Linked DNA regions of Urocitellus parryii: region 1 is linked to region 2. The links are chromatin contacts, called in public Hi-C maps. All regions are on one chromosome and are shown on one strand. Each heading gives the region's core, a stretch centred on a gene start, on an enhancer-like site or on the middle of the called end of the contact. The rest is flanking DNA. Distances are from core to core; before and after follow the strand shown. Region 1 holds the start of Rrs1 (regulator of ribosome synthesis 1). Region 2 holds the start of Pde7a (phosphodiesterase 7A).

Region 1 (4,412 bases), core at 1,862-4,361, 490 kb before region 2:
CTAGGTCTCACCATTCACCTTTGAAACTGTCCACCACAACTTCTCGCCAGGGGCTGGAGTCCCACTTTAAACCTCTCCTCTCCAAAGGCTTTCTCACATGTTGGAGACTTGGAGAAAGGGAGAGGACTGGGTCTTTTTCCACTCTGAATTCTTTAAAATTATCTGGACTTCAAGTTTGAACCTTGCAAATAAGCCCGAGGGGTCTTTTCCCCCCCTTAAATTACAGGGGCCAGTGCCACACCCTACTGCTAAATCAAGAAAGCTTTAAAAACAAATTCCCAAATAAGCAACAAAATCCCATAATTTTAAAGTTAAAACTAAAAAGAGCAGTGTAGCTTTTAGCTCTAGCAGCAAAAATGCCCCTCATGCTGGATCTACTGTCATTTTCAGAGATTTTACTAAGATCAAACCAGCACAGGCCAATTTCACAAGTGAATCAAAAGATAGTAATGTTCCAAATATGGATTTTGTGGGTCACTTTCTCTTTCCCAGACTCTACTTGACTTCAAGCTTAAAAAAAAAAAAATGGGGTTATCAGTGTTGAGGAAGGCAGGTATTTTCTGGATTAACAAGGTTAATCACCATTATTTGCAGAGTACCCCAAGTTTATCATTTATAGATGTCAATATGTTCTGGTTGACAAATGTCAAGCATTCCTTACAAAGAGACATCCATCAGTTATTGTACTTTTAATACTATATGTTATACCAAAATAAGTTTTGAGTTTTTCTGATAAAAGTAGCTTGCTGAAACTAGTATAATATAACTGCTTTTGTATTTAAATAGAAAGTAAACAATAATCTGTACTGGACATCCAGATCACTGTTTTCAAGTACAACTTCCACCAATAATCAAAAAGTAAAAAGCAATGCTAGATACAGACACATTTATTAAATAACCTCACAACAGTTTATTTATTTAGGTGCTGAGGATTGAACCCAGTGCCTCATGTATGCTAGGTGAGTGCTCTACCACTGAGCTACAGCCCCAGCCCCACAACAGTTTCTTTAAATCAACTTAGGAAAATGTCATCTTTCCTCTCCCCTCCCAGATCTGATGAGCATAACAAAACCTTGTTACAAAAATAACAAATGCTAAAATATATAAATTAATCTACCATAAGTCTCTGAAATGTCACCAACTCTCCTTCACCCCTTAACCCCAAAGTAAAATGCCCAAATTATTTTTCTAACCCTTGTGTCCTCAAATATACCCTTCATCACTAGCTAAGGTCTCGTTTGTAGGAAAGACTTTGATCTGTACAGTCGAACAACACTTACATACTTTCTTGAGGAGAGGACAATTTTGTCCTTTCAACCTCAAACTCAATGAAGACAGTGGTCCCGCCCTGCGACAGTACCAAAAACTTAACATTTAGCATACAGTTCGTTCTTTACAGAACAGGTCCAAGGGTGAATGAAGTGTTACTTCCTCCTCTTTCCTCCTTGGTGCTGTCCGCCTTTTCTCTTGCCACCCAAGCCAGGTGGCCCGGAATGCATCTTGCCTCCCAAATTTCCTTTTCTCTTCCCCTTCTGGCTGGGCGGGCCGCCTTTCCTCTTGCCTCCTGGACCCTGCCGGTTCCCTTTTCTCTTGCCCTTCTGGCTCATTTTTCTCCTCTTGGCGGCCTCCTCCTGGTCCTCTTCTCTCATCTGCTTGTTGGTGGCTCTCGTCACATCCAGCTGAGGCTTTTTGCTGTTCATGACTCGAAGTAGCTCCAACTGGTTCTTTTTCTCGGCTGCGAAGTCCCCAAAAAGGGGCTGAAACTTCCTCTTCTTGCCTGAACCCTGAGGAGCCTTCTCCTTGGGGAGGCGCTCCTGGAAGCGCCCCACTGAGGCGGTGGAGATCTTGGCCACTTGCATAGCGCGGCCCAGCTCCTCCTTACTCTGGTGTCCGGTAGGGTGCAAACCGGCCGCGCTGGGCAGCTGCATCTTGTGCGCTCGGGCCAGATTACGCAGCCTGTTCAGCTCGTTCTTGGCTACGCGTTCCTTCTTGGCCTGAATCCGTTTGGCGAACTGGTCTTCTAGGGGGTCGGCGCTACCGGGAACCTCGATCAGCCATTCCTTGGTGTCATCCCGGGCGCGCTTGTAGCCCCAGCGCCGCCGCCACTGGCCGCTCACCTCGTCCCACACTAGATTGGTTTTCTTCTTGGGACGGATGCCCTTAAGGCGCGCGAACTGCTGCCAGCGTGTAAGCGGCCGCGGCCGTGGGATTGGCTTCTCACGCGGCAGGCGCGTGGTGGGCTCCGGCAGCCGGGCCACCAGCGCCTCTTCCACGCGCTCCGTGGGCAGCTGCCACAGCTGGTTGATGAGCAGCTGCGTATTGTCCCGTGCCAAGGCCCGCAGCTCGGCCTCCGGCGTGGGTCCCGCCTGCCGCAGCACAGTCGGGGGGTTGCGGTCGGAAGCCAGCAGGTTACCCAGGTCAAATTCCAGCTCCAGCTCCTTGTGCACTGTGATGCGTTGCAACTTCTCTGCCTCTTCCTGCTCCGCCTTTGCCAGCAGTGCCTCCACGCTCTGGCCCTCCATGGCTCCGGATCGGTCTCCTAGCTTTGAGGTTAATTGTTGAAGTCACCTCTCAAGAGCAGGGCCCAGGGTCCCGGCAACTCAACCACGTGCGGAAGCCCGGTCGCTCAACCCGGAAGACGAAGGTTCGCTTCCGGGTTAGGGGCTTGTGATCCCGGCGACCCAAGGAAAGGCCGGCAGAGGGCGGTGTTGGAGAGCTGATAGGATTAGAAGAGTGACTACAGGCTCGATCCTGGACTACAAGTTCCCGGAACTGGTTGGGGCTGCGGCTCCCAGGATGCAGAGGCAGGAGGCGGTCCCCGGGGACGGACGCGGGCCGGTCAAATTTCTGGGGCTGCGTCAGGTGTGTTACTGGTCCGCTGGGTGTTAAAGTTTCCGTGTAAATCTACCATTTCAATCAAAGATGTGTAGTTAATCACCCCTTCTTGGGCGGGACAAATCATTGCACCATAGTTATAACCCACTTTGGGGGTCCTGGATGTGAGCAGAGACACATCCCACAGATATACATAAAGGTTGTTTTGCCAGGGAGTGGGGCTGGCAGTTACACCGCCCTGAACTGGTGGTGCAGGTGTGCACGGACCCCAGGACCCCAGCGGTAGACGAGGGGGCAAAATTGCAATTGTATGCAGTGGAGGGGAGAAATAAAGAATGTCCACCTGCTTCTGCCCCTTTCAATGCTTTATTCACTCAAATTACTCAATACAATTTCACTCTATAGGTTCTTAATCAAGAAAACACAATCCTTAATGCTAGGCACTGCAATAGACATAATCCACAGCAAACAAGTCTAGATTAATTAATTCTCAGCGCTGCAAAACACACTTAATCATGACAGGCTAATGACAGACACTCCCTCTGCATGCTAAGTTTAATTCTTAAGCCTTAGGCTTTAAGTCCAGCAGATGCACACTCACTCAGACCACGGTGATCAGGTCTGGAACCAAGGCAGGCTTTTCCTGGTGAGGAGTGGACTACTGATTGAGGAGAGGGTCTTAGGGAGAAGTTGCGGTTCTCACCAAGGTCCAGATGAGATGGTAGAGTTTGAGAGTGGTGAGGATCATGCAGAGGCTCAGGAAACGATGACAAGTGATGGGATGTCAGGTCCTCATCAGGCTCTCCAGCTCCAGTGCATCCTTGTTTCAGCTGGCTGAATCCCTGTTCATTGGCTCTATTATTTATACTAAAATTTGGAGCTTTTGACCCCCCCTTTTAATCCTTATCAGCTACCACTGGATTTCTCAGTGACATCATTTACTGCGGGGTCAGAAACATCTGGTCTGGTGGTCTCCACCCTGATCTTATTGCCTTTCCCGCTCAGGTGAGGACAGCCTGCCAGGGGCTTCACTCTGTTTATCAGGGTGAAGGAAAATAACTTGTTTGAGGCCATACTGGAGGGCTCTGTGGGTGTGCCTGGTGAGACTGCAGGTTTCAAACTGGAGTTTTAAAATGGAGTTGGTTAGGCTCAGGCCTAAGGCCATCCTCACAAGACCCCAGAGTTGACTCAGAGCTCCGGGAGGGTCTGTTGCTTTCCTGGCAAAAGAGCACCCAGCTCTGCAGTTACACTGCTTGGTTCCAGTTCCTGGCTGTGAGAATGTTTGACCTTGGGCTAGGCTATTTAACTTGGTTAGGCCTTTAAAAAAAACCTTTAATATAGGAATATTAGCCACATAAATTTTTATAGCAGCTTACCTCATAATAGCTAAACTATGGACTCAACCTAGGTACACAATAGAATATTACTCAGCCTTAAAGAAGAACAAAATTATGGCATTTGCAGGTAAATGGATGGAGCTGGAGAACATCATGTTAAGGGAAATAAGCCAATCCCAAAGATCCAAAGGCTGAATGTTTTCTCTGATATGGAGATGCTAATTCACAATAAGGGAGGAG
Region 2 (4,220 bases), core at 1,237-3,736:
CTTGTTGGTCTGCCCTGAAGGTTTCAGATTCACACCAATATTATCTGTAACATCAAATATTACTTGAATTTCCAGACCTGATGGCCCACCCTACAGATTTCAGACTTGCGAAACCCCACGATCATGAGCCAATTCCTTAAAATCTCTCTCTATACACATACACACTATGGGTTTTGTTTCTTGGAAGAACTGCAACTAATACACTTCTTAATGCCTGGCTCTGAAACCCAGAGTTCACTAGGGCAATTAATTAACTTACAGTCTTAGAACCTAATTCCTCATCTGTAGAACTGGTATAAAATTACCCAACTTATGTGGCTATTGTATTAACATTGTATGTAGAATACTTTTGTGTTCTTTGTTCATACTAGGTGCAGAGTAATCTACTATGATGAAAGGAGATATACCCACTTGGTGCTCTGAGTCTTATTAAATAATTTAATCATCCTGAGTTTCAGATGCTATTAAATGTGACATAGGCATTTTATTTGGCACATACTAATATCACACAAAAATATTATCTTCTGGGCGATTATATATACCCAGAATTCAATTATTACTTGAGGTTAGTTCTTGCTACTTACCTGTCAGGTGTAGGCCAAGTTTGTTCCCATGAACCTACTTTCAATTTAGATACTAATCACCACCACGAGTTTGTTGTTAGACATAAATATGGTTAGGTGAAAGTGCTCAGCATAATCCCAACCATACAGATGTTTAACGTATTTTCTAGATGTTATGGGAATAATTAGAGTTTCAAAAATGGGCTGGATCAGTTGCTGTACTAAAGAGAAGCTTATTGCTTCATCATCTAGTGAAGACAAAATCCACAAGATCACAGTAGGGGTTATATTTCTTTTAACAATGAAGAGCAAAGAAGAATACAAAGGAGACATAAAGTTTAAATATAAAAGAAAGAGATGCGACGGGAAGATGATAAAAGGTCTCATAGACTTTCATCCATTTATCCAATCACACGCATGTGGTACCGGATCTCATCATCAGTTGGAGAGTATCTAGTACTTTCCAATGCTTGCCACCTTGCTCAGTCATTGCAACTAAGAAGTTAGCCACATCAACAACTTTTCCAGCAGGGAAGAGCTTGTTCAGTCTGAAGTATCATAGGATGGAAAGCATTAGAAATAGTTCCTGCTGAAAAGCTGTGACAGCTTGGGGAGAAATGTGACAATATGAACATGCAAATGACATATCCAGCTTACCGAACTGGTGAAGAGTTCTTTACCTTCTCTCGTTTTCTAAAAATATGAAAAGCTAACAAAAACCAGTTTTGATTAGAAGGCCATGCAGTCTCCTTTTTCCCTTTGTCTTCTCAATATCATCATCTTTTTTTTTTTTTTTTCATTGCATACTCTTATTTCTTTTAGTCTCGGATTTTTTCCACCCGTTCTGAGACCTCCCTCACCCCCTTCTCATTCTTGAGTTCTTGGTTCCCCTCTCCGCCCCGCAGGCCCGGGATGGTCCCGGGGCCTCACCTGTCAAGGGAGCGCAGGAGCTCGGCCCCGCCAAGGGACTGGCAGTGACGTAGTTGGGAGGATGGGGCCCGCGAGGTCCGTGGACGTCACTGCCGCAGCGGTCCCGAACGAAGCCCAAGAACGGGAATTTTCAAGGAAGGAAAGCCGGCGGTGTCCCCGCGGACAGGGCTGAGTGCACCACGTGCTTTGGGTTTCTGGTGTCGCTACACCGAAATGGCACCTCTCGAGCGGACTGAGCCCACCCCACACCCTCACCGCGCTCCAACGCAAGAGTTTAAAGCTGATGGGGATGCCCCCAAACCGCAGGGGCTTATGCGCACGCGCCTTGGGTTGCGGGGAGACTGGATGAGAAGGATGGGGGAGGAGGGAGATGTGCGGCGGGAGGGGGTCCAGGACCGAGCGCTGGGTGCGGCACGGGAGGAAGGCCGCTCTCGCCCTCGGCCGCTAGCCGGTCTCTCTGGGCGCTTTGACGGCGGCGCGGGGCGCTGGGCCTGCGGCGCGGCGTCGTGACGTCACGGTGGCGGCGGCCGTGGTTGGCGCAGGGTCCGCGGCTGCAAAGTGTGAATGTGAAGTCAGGCTCCGGGGGAGGGGAGGGGCAGGGCTCCGGCGGCTGCTGCGGCCCGAGCTGGTCGCTGGTCCCGAGCCCGCGCGCTCTGGGTCTGGCCGCTGGCTACAGCCGTCTTCTTTGCGCCGCTCAGCTCCATCCTTGCTCCGCTGTCCAGGACACGCACCTCTTGGCCCGAGGAGCCCAGAGGCGGCGACGTTCCCCTTCCGACTTTGCCGGTGTTGCCCCGGCTAGCACCCAGTCCCCCTAGCCCGCAGCCCCAAGCGCGCGGGTGCTGGTAACCGGTGCCGCGGTCGCCGCAGCTCCTTCCCGCCGGCGACCGGGACGGAGGGCTGGGCTGAGGGAGGCGTGAGCGCGGCTTCTCGGTCCGGGGTGGGCGCGCGCCCGCCCTGCCCCCGCCTCGGCCCGGCGCCCTGAGCCGCGGCCCCCTCGCAGCTCAGGGGCCGGCGGCCGCGGCAGGGCGGGCGCCGCGCGGAGGCAGGGCGGGCGTATTCAATGGAAGTATGTTACCAGCTGCCGGTGCTGCCCCTGGACAGGCCGGTCCCCCAGCACGTCCTCAGCCGCCGAGGAGCCATCAGCTTCAGCTCCAGCTCCGCGCTCTTCGGCTGTCCCAATCCCCGGCAGCTCTCACAGGTAATCACCGCCGCTGCGCCGCGGGCCCACACTTGGGGGCTTCTGTCTTTTGTTTCCCTCCGCCCACCGGCTTCACCCTCTTGACACCCCTAGCCCTTGCCTGCACACTCAGCCCGAGCTTTGTTCATTGTTTGGGGATTTCTAGGCTGGCCCCTCGATTCGAGAGCCTTATCTTTCCTTCCTTGCGACTGTCCACCCTCTGTTCTCCGGCCTCCTCAAACCCCGGGGGGAACACTTTGACCCTCCGCAGGCCAGTCACTCTCAGTGCCCAGAGGTTAAAGCCTCAGGAATGACTTTGTCCTCCTAACTCGACGTCTTGGTCTGGTAATGGGGCCCCTTTTTCTTAGCTGCGGCCCCCACCCCAAGTACACCTGTTCACCTCTGACACACCTGTCCCCCGTAACACTCCCCCCCGCCCCGCGCACACACACCTGTGCCGGGTTCTACTCTCGCCCGCCTCAGCTCAGGCGCGCCCCGCGGTGCTCTGATAGTCCTGCAGTTCTCTCTGAACAATAGGCCTAGGTACCCCCGTTGTTGCCTTCTTCTCCCCTGCTCCTTCGTTTCTGCAAATGGGCCTTAAAAGTGTCAACAGGGGAAGCAAGTCTGCAAAGTTGATAGCCACTAATCAGTTTTGCTTTTAATTTGGTAAAAAGATTTTAGGAGAGAAGCCATTGATGAGCACTCACAGGAAGATTTTGTTTGAATGGTCCAATAACAGTTGCTCCTGAGAATTTGTGTTTTTTCTTTGGTAATGCTCTTGGCCCAACTCCTTAGTCCTGGCTAATTTTGATTGCCAAATTTAAAGTAGGCAGGCAAAAAGAATTTTTTTTGTTTGTTTGCATGTGAACTGAATGCCCTCACTGCCTGCTGCAGTTAGTTCTGTGTTTATGATCACTTTTTAAATATTTTTATTTTCCAAATATTATTGCTTAATGTTATCTTCTATGGGGGTCTATTTTCTAACTCCAGTTATATTCAAAGTATCTTGAACAAGGTCTGCATTTTTTTTTTTTACAGCTAATGTGGACAGCACCTTTTATAAATTTTGCCTAAAATAAGTGTCCACTAAATAGTTATCATTTATATTTTTGCCTAAATTTTAGAATGAGCAAGAGCCTATATTGAGTATCCTTTTGCAGTTTTTTTTTAATTTAAAGCAGACTTCTTTCACAGCACAAGGTAGTATGCTAATGAGATCAGTGTAGACTTGTAAGAATCACTAAAATATGAAGTGGCATTTCAAATAATATTACATTATTACTAATTTTGAAGGTTAGATCTGTGACCTGTGTTTTTAATACTGCTTAAAGCATTTTCAGCTTCCAGAATTAATGTTGAAGAGGTATTAATGCATTGTTGAAAAGAGTTTTAATATTAATAATTAAAGGTTTTTAATGGTCGAAACTTTTTTTCAAATCTAACTATATTTTACTTCCTCAGATTAGCAGGCACTTCTAAATATTATTTTACTTCCTCAGATTAGCAGGCACATGACTAAGACCCATTTCCATTATGACTAAATAATAAAG

Evidence for each region. A called contact is a pair of places that touch in the nucleus more often than the background predicts.
Region 1: a contact with region 2 is called in a Hi-C map of muscle, with 5 times the contacts expected there. The contact joins the promoter of Rrs1 here to the promoter of Pde7a in region 2. A contact is called at or near these places in 2 of 2 Hi-C or Micro-C datasets (liver and muscle).

What each region holds. Positions count from the first base shown.
Region 1 is chr7:68,345,023-68,349,434 of mUroPar1.hap1, reverse strand. Rrs1 (regulator of ribosome synthesis 1) reads right to left here and starts at 3,111. Exons shown (of 1, transcript XM_026410014.2): 1 at 858-3,111. The coding sequence starts at 2,522. The coding sequence ends at 1,425.
Region 2 is chr7:67,855,102-67,859,321 of mUroPar1.hap1, reverse strand. Pde7a (phosphodiesterase 7A) reads left to right here and starts at 2,486. Exons shown (of 14, transcript XM_026410011.2): 1 at 2,486-2,691. The coding sequence starts at 2,554. It overlaps LOC113197605 (a long non-coding RNA gene), which reads right to left and starts at 1,928. Exons shown (of 3, transcript XR_003302719.2): 1 at 1,494-1,928; 2 at 1,221-1,272; 3 at 930-1,111.